Regions from separate parts of the Mus musculus genome. Here region 1 is linked to region 2. A link is a contact called in public Hi-C data. All regions are on one chromosome and are shown on one strand. Each heading gives the region's core, a stretch centred on a gene start, on an enhancer-like site or on the middle of the called end of the contact. The rest is flanking DNA. Distances are from core to core; before and after follow the strand shown. Region 1 holds the start of Begain (brain-enriched guanylate kinase-associated). Region 2 overlaps Wdr25 (WD repeat domain 25).

Region 1 (5,197 bases), core at 2,248-4,747, 83 kb after region 2:
CCACCTCGAGAGAAGGCCCCCTGTGACTGCCAGGCTGGCTGCTCACCTCTACACGGGGCATCATGAATGCTACATGCTTCCCTAAATTCATGTACAGGGGAGCTCACTCCTTGGTGAGGTGAGCACAGGGGCCACTGGCTTGGCTGCTCTTCACCACCACCGCCACTCTAAAATCAGGGGGACTCAGCATGAGGGTCTGACCCTCTTCCATCTCTGCTCAGTTGTCAGTCTCTGAAGCAGGATGACACGTGAACAGACAGTGGCACCCAGAGGGCATGGCCTGATGCTCCACCTACTCATTGTGCCAATTGCCTTCCACCCACGGGTCCTGTAGTTATTCACCCAGCCTTTCAGGTCTGCACCTGCCATCCGCTGACAAGCACTTATCCAGCCGTCATTTACAACCTCACTCCTGGATCTGTCGGCCACCCGCTCAATCGTGCACCATTCCTGTGACTTGTCTTTATGGGTGGATGTGTGCACATCTGTACACAGACCTGTCCTTCTGAACCTAGGTCTCCGTGTCATTCACGGTCACCGCTCTGCTCGGACCTCTCTGTCCATCTGATTCTACCTCTATTATCTTACAGGCATTCAAGGTCCTGCCTATCCCAGCACTCACTCAGAAACCATTCACACAACCATTCCCCCATGACAACAACCACTCATTTTGATGTTTCCTCTGTATCCACATATCCCTTGACATCTATACAACCACCCAATCCATTCATCTATCTTGCCCCAAGACCAGAAATCAATCCACTTTGCCTTCAGGCCTCAACCTATCGGGTCCTCTCTCTAGATCAGCTCTTCCATCAGTTCCCATACATTTCCTTTTCTCTTATAACCACCAGGCTTTCCTCCCCTCCATCCATCTCTCCAGCTTTCTACTCACCTACTACTGGTCTGTCCTGATACATACTCCCATCAGTACCTCGCTGCCCCTCCCATCAGTACCATCTCCCCTCCCCTCCATCTCAGCATGCACCAACGTATGACCTATGGTCTCTTCACTTCTCTTCTTACCCCATTTCCCAACCTAGTTCAAAGCTTGTTGATCGGACACAACTTCAGCTCACTGGCTCAGCCTAGGGCTGGATAGCTGCTGCATTCCTGAAGGAGATTCCCTCTGAAGCACCATGCTGACTCCCAGGCTCATTTGTTGGCCTCTTCTTGATTAGTAGGACATAGAAATACCTTCCCATTCCCTGCTATGCTGGCTAGGATCTACATCTCTCGTTAGACCATGAGCTCCTGAAGGCTGGTTTGCCTAAGTGATAGTGTGCGTCCAAAGAAACTATGCAAGGTGAGCAGAGAGGATGCCTCAACCCATTCACCCATCTGCCCATTCCTAAGACTGACCCAACAGGGATAGCACCATCCAGCTGCCAGTCACCAGTCACCTGCTGGGGACTGCTCTGAGTCACTCCTCAGGCTGTCCTAGGGGCTTGACCTCTGACACCAGGCTCTGTAGAGGTCACACAGCAAATCAGCCCAGAACAGAGACTGGAACCTAGGGCTTCAAACCCTGTCCAAAGTTCTCCATTAGTCACATGACGAGTTCTGAGGCAGGATGGGAGGTGAGAGGGGACCCTGGGACAACTGTGGACCAACACAGTTTGCAGCTCTGACCATCAGAGTCTTAAACTGGAAGGGCTGCCCTGGCCTTTGACTGAACATTTCTGCAGGATGCTTTTTGTGGTTCTCAGACTCACGCCTTCTCACTCCCTGCAAGCCTCTTCCTGCTAACCCAGTGCTAACTTCATCTCCCCCAGCTTAGCCTGTGGGTCTTCTCCTGGAAGCTGTGGGGAATTCTTGTGGACTGTGTCCAAGCCCTGCTGACTGACTGCTGTCCCTCTCTCCCATCCACTCATTCATTCACTTATCCGTCCATTCACTCTCCGGGATGCTGCTACGGGGATGGTGCTAATGACGATACCCAGTACACAGTCAGTATTCTATAAATGGCAGCCACTGCAGGCCAACCAGATGCTCAAGGCCGAGAGAGAGAGAGAGAGAGAGAGAGAGAGAGAGAGAGAGAGAGAGAGAGAGAAGAGAGAGACAGAGAGAGAGACAGAGAGAGAGACAGAGAGAGAAAGAGAAAGTAAGTCCTTGTCCGGACTGCTTCACACTGAATTCTGCTCTTGGCCTATGTGGGTCCCTCACCTGACCTCCAGCCTATGAGAAGTTCTTACAGGCCATGGCCCCAGGCATCCCTGACTTCCCACTTCACTACTCAGGAGCCAGCACACAGAGCAGGCCACAGGAATGAACACATGTGAGACAGGAACTTGGGAGGGTCCTTGGTGCTGCTCAGGAGCCCCTCGCCCTGCGCCTGCATCTGCCACTGTGCTTGCTTTCCAGAGCCGCCCTGATTATAGTGAGCTGTGGGAAAATTAAGGGTTTGCAGGAGGCTGCCAGGCCCTGCTGCTGCCTCCCCGCCCTGCTTGTCACAGATGCCAGGCAGAGCCGTCCCCAAAGGCCACTTGCCCTACTGGGCTGCCCAGACACAGCACAGAAAAGGGGCTTCCTCCTAGAGACCTTCTCATAGCCTAGACTTGAGAGTAGCAAAGACCACTTACTCCTGGACAGTGGGGGAACTGAGGCCCAGAGAACCTAAGAGAGCATCCCATGGCCTCCAGGGGCCCAGGGTATTGGGACCTCAGGATAAGGGAATCCAGAAAGATGATGTCCCCCACATGTGCCCAGGGACTGCACTGGTGGACCAACCCTGGGCATCAGGGTTGCACACCTGCATGGCTCCTGTCTGTCTCTTGCAGCCAGCCCTTGCTCCAGGGGACCTTCCCAGCTCCCATCCTGCTCCCTCAGGAGATTCCGAGATGTCGCCCACGCAGCTCTTGCCCCAAAGGAACCTTGTTCTGATGGGGTGGGCACACACGAGGAATGAAACACCTCTAAACCAGGCAGGAAACGGAAATGCTAGGGGCAGAAATTCCCAGCCAACGTGCAGGGGCTCTGTGAGCAGGTCAGCGCCTGCAGAGTGGCCCTGCCTGCCCAGCCTCAGTTTCCTCGCCTGTCCATGGGGAGGACTGCTGGCGGCCTGCTAGGGCGGCCGGAGATGAAGGTGCCCGAGGCATGCGCGGGCCCACGCGCGGCCCACGCTCGGGAAGCGGTCCCTGGCCAGTCTCCTTCCGGCTCTGCGGCCTCTCCAGGGCCGCCCCCCGAACGGGGTGGGCTCAGCCGGGCCCCCTACACCCGCCTTCCGCAAGTCCTCAGGCCGCACGCGCAAAGCAGCCGCGGAGGCCCGGCCGCCCCGCCCCGCGCGAGGGCCCCGGGCCCCGGCGCCACCCAGGGCCGCCGCGGGCGCGCGCAGGGACCGCCCCAGCGTGGTGCCCGCCGCCCAGCCCCGCCCCGCGCCCTGCCAGCCCGGCTCTCGGGTACTCACCGCCCGGCGAAGCCGGCCCGGCCGCCGGCCACCCGTCCACATGGCCCCGGCTCTGCGCGCCCGAGCCCGCGGCCGGGGCTCCCCAGCGCCCCGCTTCCCGCAGGGAGCGCCCGCCCCCCGCCCCCGGCCCGGCTCCCCGCCAGCCCCGGCCCCGCGCAGCCGCGGCTGCTCCGGCGCTTCCCCGCGCCGCGCCGGGCAGGGCGCACGTGGTGGGCGCGGGGCGCACAGGGCGCGGAATGGCGGCGCGCGGGGTGAATGAGTCCCGCGCGCATGAATGGCGGCGGGCATGAATGGAGGAGTGTGGGGTGCAACGCCTTGTGTCCCGGGCCCTGCTTGGGGGTGGGGTACCAGCATTTAGTAGGTACCTGCTGTGTACCGGCCACTCAGGTCCCCAGGGACTGACTTGGCAGTGAGAGACAGGTCCCTGCCCTCAGGGACCTTGCAGTTTACAGACAGGACAGTGACTTCCAAGGGTGTAGTCCACTGCTCTGCCCTTCAAGTTCTGGCCGATGCCTAGCCCCCATACCTGTCATGGGTTCCTTAAACTGCAGCAGCCCCCCTATATACTTCCAAGACTGGCCTGTAAATCTCTGTCTGGGAGCTCCATAATAGTGGAGGGGCTCCTTCTTTCCAAGAAGTAATCCAAAAGGAATCATGACTTCAGGAGGGCAACTGTGACTGTGGTAGAGCATCCCTCTCTGGCCCCAGTAGCGCTCAGGACTTGTCAGGTTATTCTGGCCCTGGGTGAGACACTGGCATAGTGGTGCTGATAGTCCCAACCAAACTGGAGCACGTATGGAAGCTAACTAGCATAAGTCCCGAGAAACCAGGGTCCCCCTTCTGCCCCGGGAGCATCTTTCCAGTCTAGTAGAGTCAATCACATGGGGCCAGGAAGGATCTGGGGTGGGGGAAAAAGACAGCAGAGCCTACCTTTGGCTTCTCTCAGGGCCTGTGGGCTGAACGGTTGAGTGTTAATGGTTTCCGAGGGAGATAAGGGGATACTAGCAGCGACTACAGCACGTATGTTGACATTGTACTGTGGTAAACATACATGTCAAGAGTTAGCATTTTAATCACCTTTAAGTGTACGGTCCAGGGGCAGCGAGGACATCCATGCTGTCACGGGGCTGTCACCACCATCCACCCCTCGGCCTTATGTGCTGTGTACATTGCAGCTTCTCTCTCCTTTAATTAGGGGAGTAGCTGGTGCACTCAGGCACTGTGACAGCACAGGAAAAGTGTGCTGACAGCGAAGGAAGAGAGAGAGGCAATAAAAGTGAGTCTCCAGGAGGAACAGGCAGACACGGGGGTGGGGGTGGGGTAGAAGTTAGGAGTGTCCCTTATCTTCCCCAGGGACATTACTCTGTAATAGGTGTGGAAGGGGAGGGTTCAGTGAGCCTCAGGATGCTCCTCCTAACTCTAGGAGTATGGACCACAACTGAGGCAGGTACAAGAAGGCAGCCCTGGCCCACGGTGGCCAGCTTATGCTAACTTCTGACTCACTGTGGATGTGTCTCTTGCTCTGGGGATCTGAGTTAACCCATGCTGAAGTTAGAGGTAGCATGGGCCACCAATCCTGATCACTGCGGTCCTCCTGACAGAGATGGAACAGTCCTTAAAGTCCTACTTTCCCCCATACAGGCCTCCAAAGGCCTGAAGGGAAAAACAGAGAACACAGATGTAGCCCATAGAACTGGGTTCTGTCTATATTTCCTGCCCTGGGCTGTAGCCTTCCCTTAGAGATGGGTCCTGCTCAGGTGAAGCCAGAACGCTGTTCTCCTCTGCCCTGCC
Region 2 (4,597 bases), core at 2,056-4,555:
TGTAGCTGGTATCATGTGACATGTGGCTCAGTGGAGGGGAGATGAGGAGCTGTCCCATCAGGTGTCCCGTCAGATGGGGGACCAGGGAAGGCAGCATGCTGACAGGGCTCCAAGGGGCCCTTGTGTGAAGGGTAGCTAGAGAGAGGCATGGCCCCATTTCTGAGAGCTGACATGCAGTAGGGCGTGGTCAAAGGCACGCCATCTGCCTTGGCTGGGAACGGTGTCTGCGTGGGGGCTCATGTACTGAGGAGTTCTTTTCATTCCATACATTGTTACTTAGTATACACCCACTGTGTGTGAAACCGTGTGAAGGTATGCTGGATGTCTTTTGTCCCCAGAGAGGACACAGTTGATGGGTTGTTTGGAGCAAGCCCAGCCTCAGGGAAGACCTCTGGCCGCTAGGCGAGGCCTCTCCTGTGAGGATAGTTGCCAGTTTCTGTCACTATCCTGGCAAGCATGTGTCCTCGAGGGTGTGGCCTTCTTGGTGGTCTCTTTGTCTATTGCTTGAACAGAGCTGGCTCACATCTGTACAATTGGACAGCTGAGGCTGTTCCCTGCTGGGTCCTCCTATCCTGAATAATGAAGCTCCCAAGGGCTGGCACACCCGTCTCTGGCCCCGTGTCTCGCTAGGACCACTCTTAGCATGTGTGCAGCCCGTGGCCTTGGTCTGGTTCTCACTAGTCTTGTTCTTTCTCTTCCCCAGGTCTGATCTTCCATTTCCTTCCTCTGCCTCTCCCGCCCATGGTCATTTGGCTTTTTCATTTCAATCTAATTAGAGCGCCCTGCCAGGAGAAGGCAGCGTAGGGCACTCTCTCTGCAGTGCTCTGGGAATTAGTCACTCGGTGCCCATTGTCATTAATGGGAATTTGGTGCCAAGGCCATTTATCCTGGTGTCCTCAATCAATACAGTTAAAAATCTGTGGATTCTAAACTGTCAATACCCGGCCTGAAATATGGAGGGCCAGCACCATTTTATCTCGTTAATTTATAGTTCTGACGGGCTGTTGGCTTACAGAACAGCCATGAATCAACACTTAATCAAATCTGCTCACAGATTAATTATTTTTGGCGCTCCTGTTTCCGTCTGCAATCTCCCTAACGAACGTCTCTGCTACATTAGGCACAGGCGGCCTCAGGGAACACTGGCAGATACCACCCAGGCCCTGAGTGTCACTGGCTTTGTTCGTGACCTGTCCTGCATACCAATCAGCTAGTCATCTCCTCAGAGGCCCTCTGGAGCTTTCTCAGCTCTGAAGGCTCCTCTTGCAGATGTCAGCCCCTCAGAGTTGCTCTTCTTGGTGGTGGGTGGCAGCTCCTCTTCTCTATCTGGGGTCTGAGGTAGGTGTGCTGACCCCACAGTCTAGCCCTCTGAAGAACTCTAGGAAGTCTTGGCTAAGGCCATCCCCCCTTCTCTCTGGGATGCTTAGTGTCCTGACTGCCATTACAGATGGTTGTGAGCCACCATGTAGTTGCTGGGATTTGAACTCAGGACCTTCTGGAGAGCAGTCGGTGCTCTTAACCACTGAACCATCTCTCCAGCCCCCCTTGATGACTTTCTTGAGGTCATCCAACTGTTGGTGACAGCTGGATGTAGCTTGGGCTTATGGGGCTGGCAAAGGTATCTTGTCAACACATGGACTAGTGTGCCTTCCCACACCCCTCCCTGTCCTGGACAAACTAGCTTGGCCTAACTTTTGGCAGAGTGCTTGGCTGTCTCCAGGCAGTGTCTCAGCATCTACAGAAAACAGGCTCTGGGAGGATGGAGTGCCTGCAGGATCTTGACTGACCTCTCTGATTGAGTGGCAAGCTGAAGTATGCTTCTTGAGCTGTGGACAGCTATGTTCCAGCAGGAACAGGGCTAGCCCTGACAGTTTCAGAGCTCTTGGTATAGGAAGAGTGAAAAGTGTCCATATGAAGGCCGTGGCGAAGAGGCTTGGAGGAGAGACCATTCGAGAAGGCTCTGTCAGGCTAAGCCTCTGAAGTGCCACTAGCTCCCATGGGTGCTTGAAGCAAGTGGTGTGCCGCAGCCAGGGCCTCTGTAGGTCTTCAAGCTGTGTGGCACACTTGGGTTTCCCCAGCACACTTCAGGAAGACGTTTAGTGCCCCTGAAAACCACAAAGGAAACAGTGAGCGCTGGCTGTTGCAGCCCCCAAGGGGTAGGCTTGTTCTCAGACTGGCATTTGTGTCTGTTTGCCACTGAGGGCTTCTCCAGCAGGGTTCAAATTGATGATGGTCCCTGGCTACTGTCCTTCAGGTACACCTTTGCCCACCCCCACCTTTTTTAGCCATGTCACAAGACCCTTTCTTTAACCCCCTTCTGCATGTGTCTGCCATCTGTGACCCCTTCTCCTGGAAACTAAGCATCCTTTCACTGGCTCCCATCTAGGGAGGGCTTCTTCATCTTCATAAAGCAGTTCTTATCCATAGCTAGGACACTCATGCCAGCCCTCCTTATGAAGAAGATGACACCAGGCCCTGGCACGATTTTATTGATTGAAATGGGCTTACAGTAGCCATGTTTCTCCTCTGTGTGGGCAGCAGCCATCAAGGAACAACTGGTTCTTCTTAGGTTAGGCCCCCTTTGTTGACTGGCCCCGGATCTGAACTCAGTCAGGCCATGTTTGATGTTAGTATGGTGGCTTATGTGTTTCAACAAAGCTGCTTACAGCCAAACACAGCTGGTTTGCAAGCTAACTCCCCACCTCCTAATTTTAAGAAATGCAGTTTTGTCCAGCTTGATAATTGAAAGTGGCTGGGCTTGGAAGGAAAAGAATGGCAGCTGCCAGCTCCTGCAGCCACCATCCATGTGGCCGTACTGTCTGTCAGGTCCAGGGCTTGCTTCTGCTCTTCTGTGTCTGCTCTCACACCCACCCCTGAAGGGCAGTTTTGAGCATGGCTTTGCAGTAAGGCTGTCAGGCTCTGAGCCCAGAGCGTGCCAGTGGGCATGCAGACAAGGCCTACCTGGCCCTCAGCCCGCATCCTGCCTGGCCTCTGCCCCCTTGCCCGCATGGCCCTGATCCTGCTGCACAGAGGGTGATTTGAACGTTAGCAAGCTTCTTTTCTCCTTAACTTTGAGTCAGGATGGTTACATTTACAGCTGGCTGAATACTTCCCAGAGGACGCTGTAACGATATTGATTTTAGCGAGATGAGTCATATGCCTGCTGCCTGGGAACATAGGCTCAATTACCACGGGCCAACAACACAAGCTTTTCCCTGTCAACATTTTCCCTACATGTCCCTGAGTCTGTGGCTAGGAACAAAGAGCCACGGAGGAGGAAAGGTCACGAGTCGCCGGTGGGTCTGGAGGTGGGATGCAGACAGAGGGACTCTGGGGTCAGACGAGCCAGTCAGTGTCTGTGTGGCTGGCCGTAGGGCCAGATGTCCTCTCCCTCACCAGACTCCCTTTCCTCAGCTCCGAGATGCAGATTAGTTCCTGCCCTTACCCAGGATTGCTGTGTGACAAGTGCAGGATCCAACCAGGCCTGCGGGGATAAGCTTACTGTACATGTTGGTCCCCCTTCCCACGTGTGACCTCAGAGTAGCATAGCCAAGGTGAGCTCCCTGCAGGGGGCATGGTCGTCCCTTCTCTTTCAAAGGGATCAGTACTTGGGTTTCACTTCATCTGAAGTGCCATTGATGAGTCAGGAGTGGTCTGGGAGCCAAACATGCTGAGTGAAAATGGAGGTGCATAGGCCCCGACTCAGCATTAGGCTGCCAGATGTTGTCACCCTGGCTACAGGAGGGGCTGCCCCAGGTAAGCTTGATTTCTATCCCAGCGCTCAGTGGTTGCCTGCCTGGGTCACCCAGCCCCTCAGTGGTACTGGATGGAGAAGCTATGGAAGTGGTAGTGTTTGGAGAGTGAGTACTCAGAGTTTCTGTGGAACCCTTGAACCATGGCTTTGCTTTAAAGGACGGTTTATTCTAGGGCTGTGGATTGAACTTGGAGCCTCAGACTCATAAGCAAGGACTCTGTGCTGACACCCCCCCCCCCAAGCCCAGAAACATAGTTTCTATTTGTATCATTATCGATCCAAAAGGGAAAAGAAGTAATTTTTCTTAACTCCAAGAAGATCCAAACAGTTTTTATACTGGTTGAGCTCATTATAACCAGATCAATACAGCCAAGTGCCAATGGATTACATATTTTAAAGCTCAATTTCCTATAAGCCTGCAGTGAATAAACAGAAATTCCTATAACAAGCAGACAAGCAAGATAGTCCCAAGGTGAAAGGTCTGTTACAGCTAGCCCAAGAAGAAGCCCCGCCCAGGGGGAGAACTGATAGACAGGCGACCGTTTGGGGGAGGTGAGAGAGTGCCACGGATTCCAGGAGAAAGACCTTCACCTCAGAGCGGCCAGTGCTCTTGGTCAAGCTTCTCCTTGCTGACTTATCTCCCGCCTTTCCTTTCTGCAAGGCTCCTCAGCAAAGGTGCAAGGCAGCCCAGGCCTGCTGTGTTCTCCAGGCCTCCCGGGAAAGCCCAGCAGTCATTAGTCTCTTAAGGTTCCCATGGTTAAAACCCAGCATCCCTTGGCTTTAGCTTTTAATTTAACCACAGATGAATTCAATAAGTTAGGGTTTAATTTTTCAAACAATAAT

Evidence for each region. Hi-C and Micro-C count contacts between places; a contact is called where the count stands out from the background.
Region 1: a contact with region 2 is called in a Hi-C map of the N1E-115 cell line, with 1.8 times the contacts expected there. The contact joins the promoter of Begain here to the enhancer-like site in region 2. A contact is called at or near these places in 1 of 39 promoter capture datasets (macrophages), 3 of 484 Hi-C or Micro-C datasets (the N1E-115 cell line, female germline stem cells and spermatogonial stem cells) and 2 of 9 other capture datasets (liver and pancreatic islet).

The regions. Positions count from the first base shown.
Region 1 is chr12:109,064,720-109,069,916 of GRCm38.p6, forward strand. Begain (brain-enriched guanylate kinase-associated) reads right to left here and starts at 3,498. Exons shown (of 7, transcript NM_001163175.1): 1 at 3,407-3,498. The coding sequence starts at 3,448.
Region 2 is chr12:108,981,631-108,986,227 of GRCm38.p6, forward strand. The region is part of intron 3 of Wdr25 (WD repeat domain 25); the gene reads left to right. Among named protein-coding and RNA genes, the nearest start is that of Gm52002, 62 kb to the right of the region's middle. Within about 2 kb of position 3,306, at least 39 of the 459 cell types and tissues checked have an H3K27ac peak or open chromatin away from gene starts, as enhancers often do. A contact at or near this core is called in the N1E-115 cell line and pancreatic islet, where this site is marked.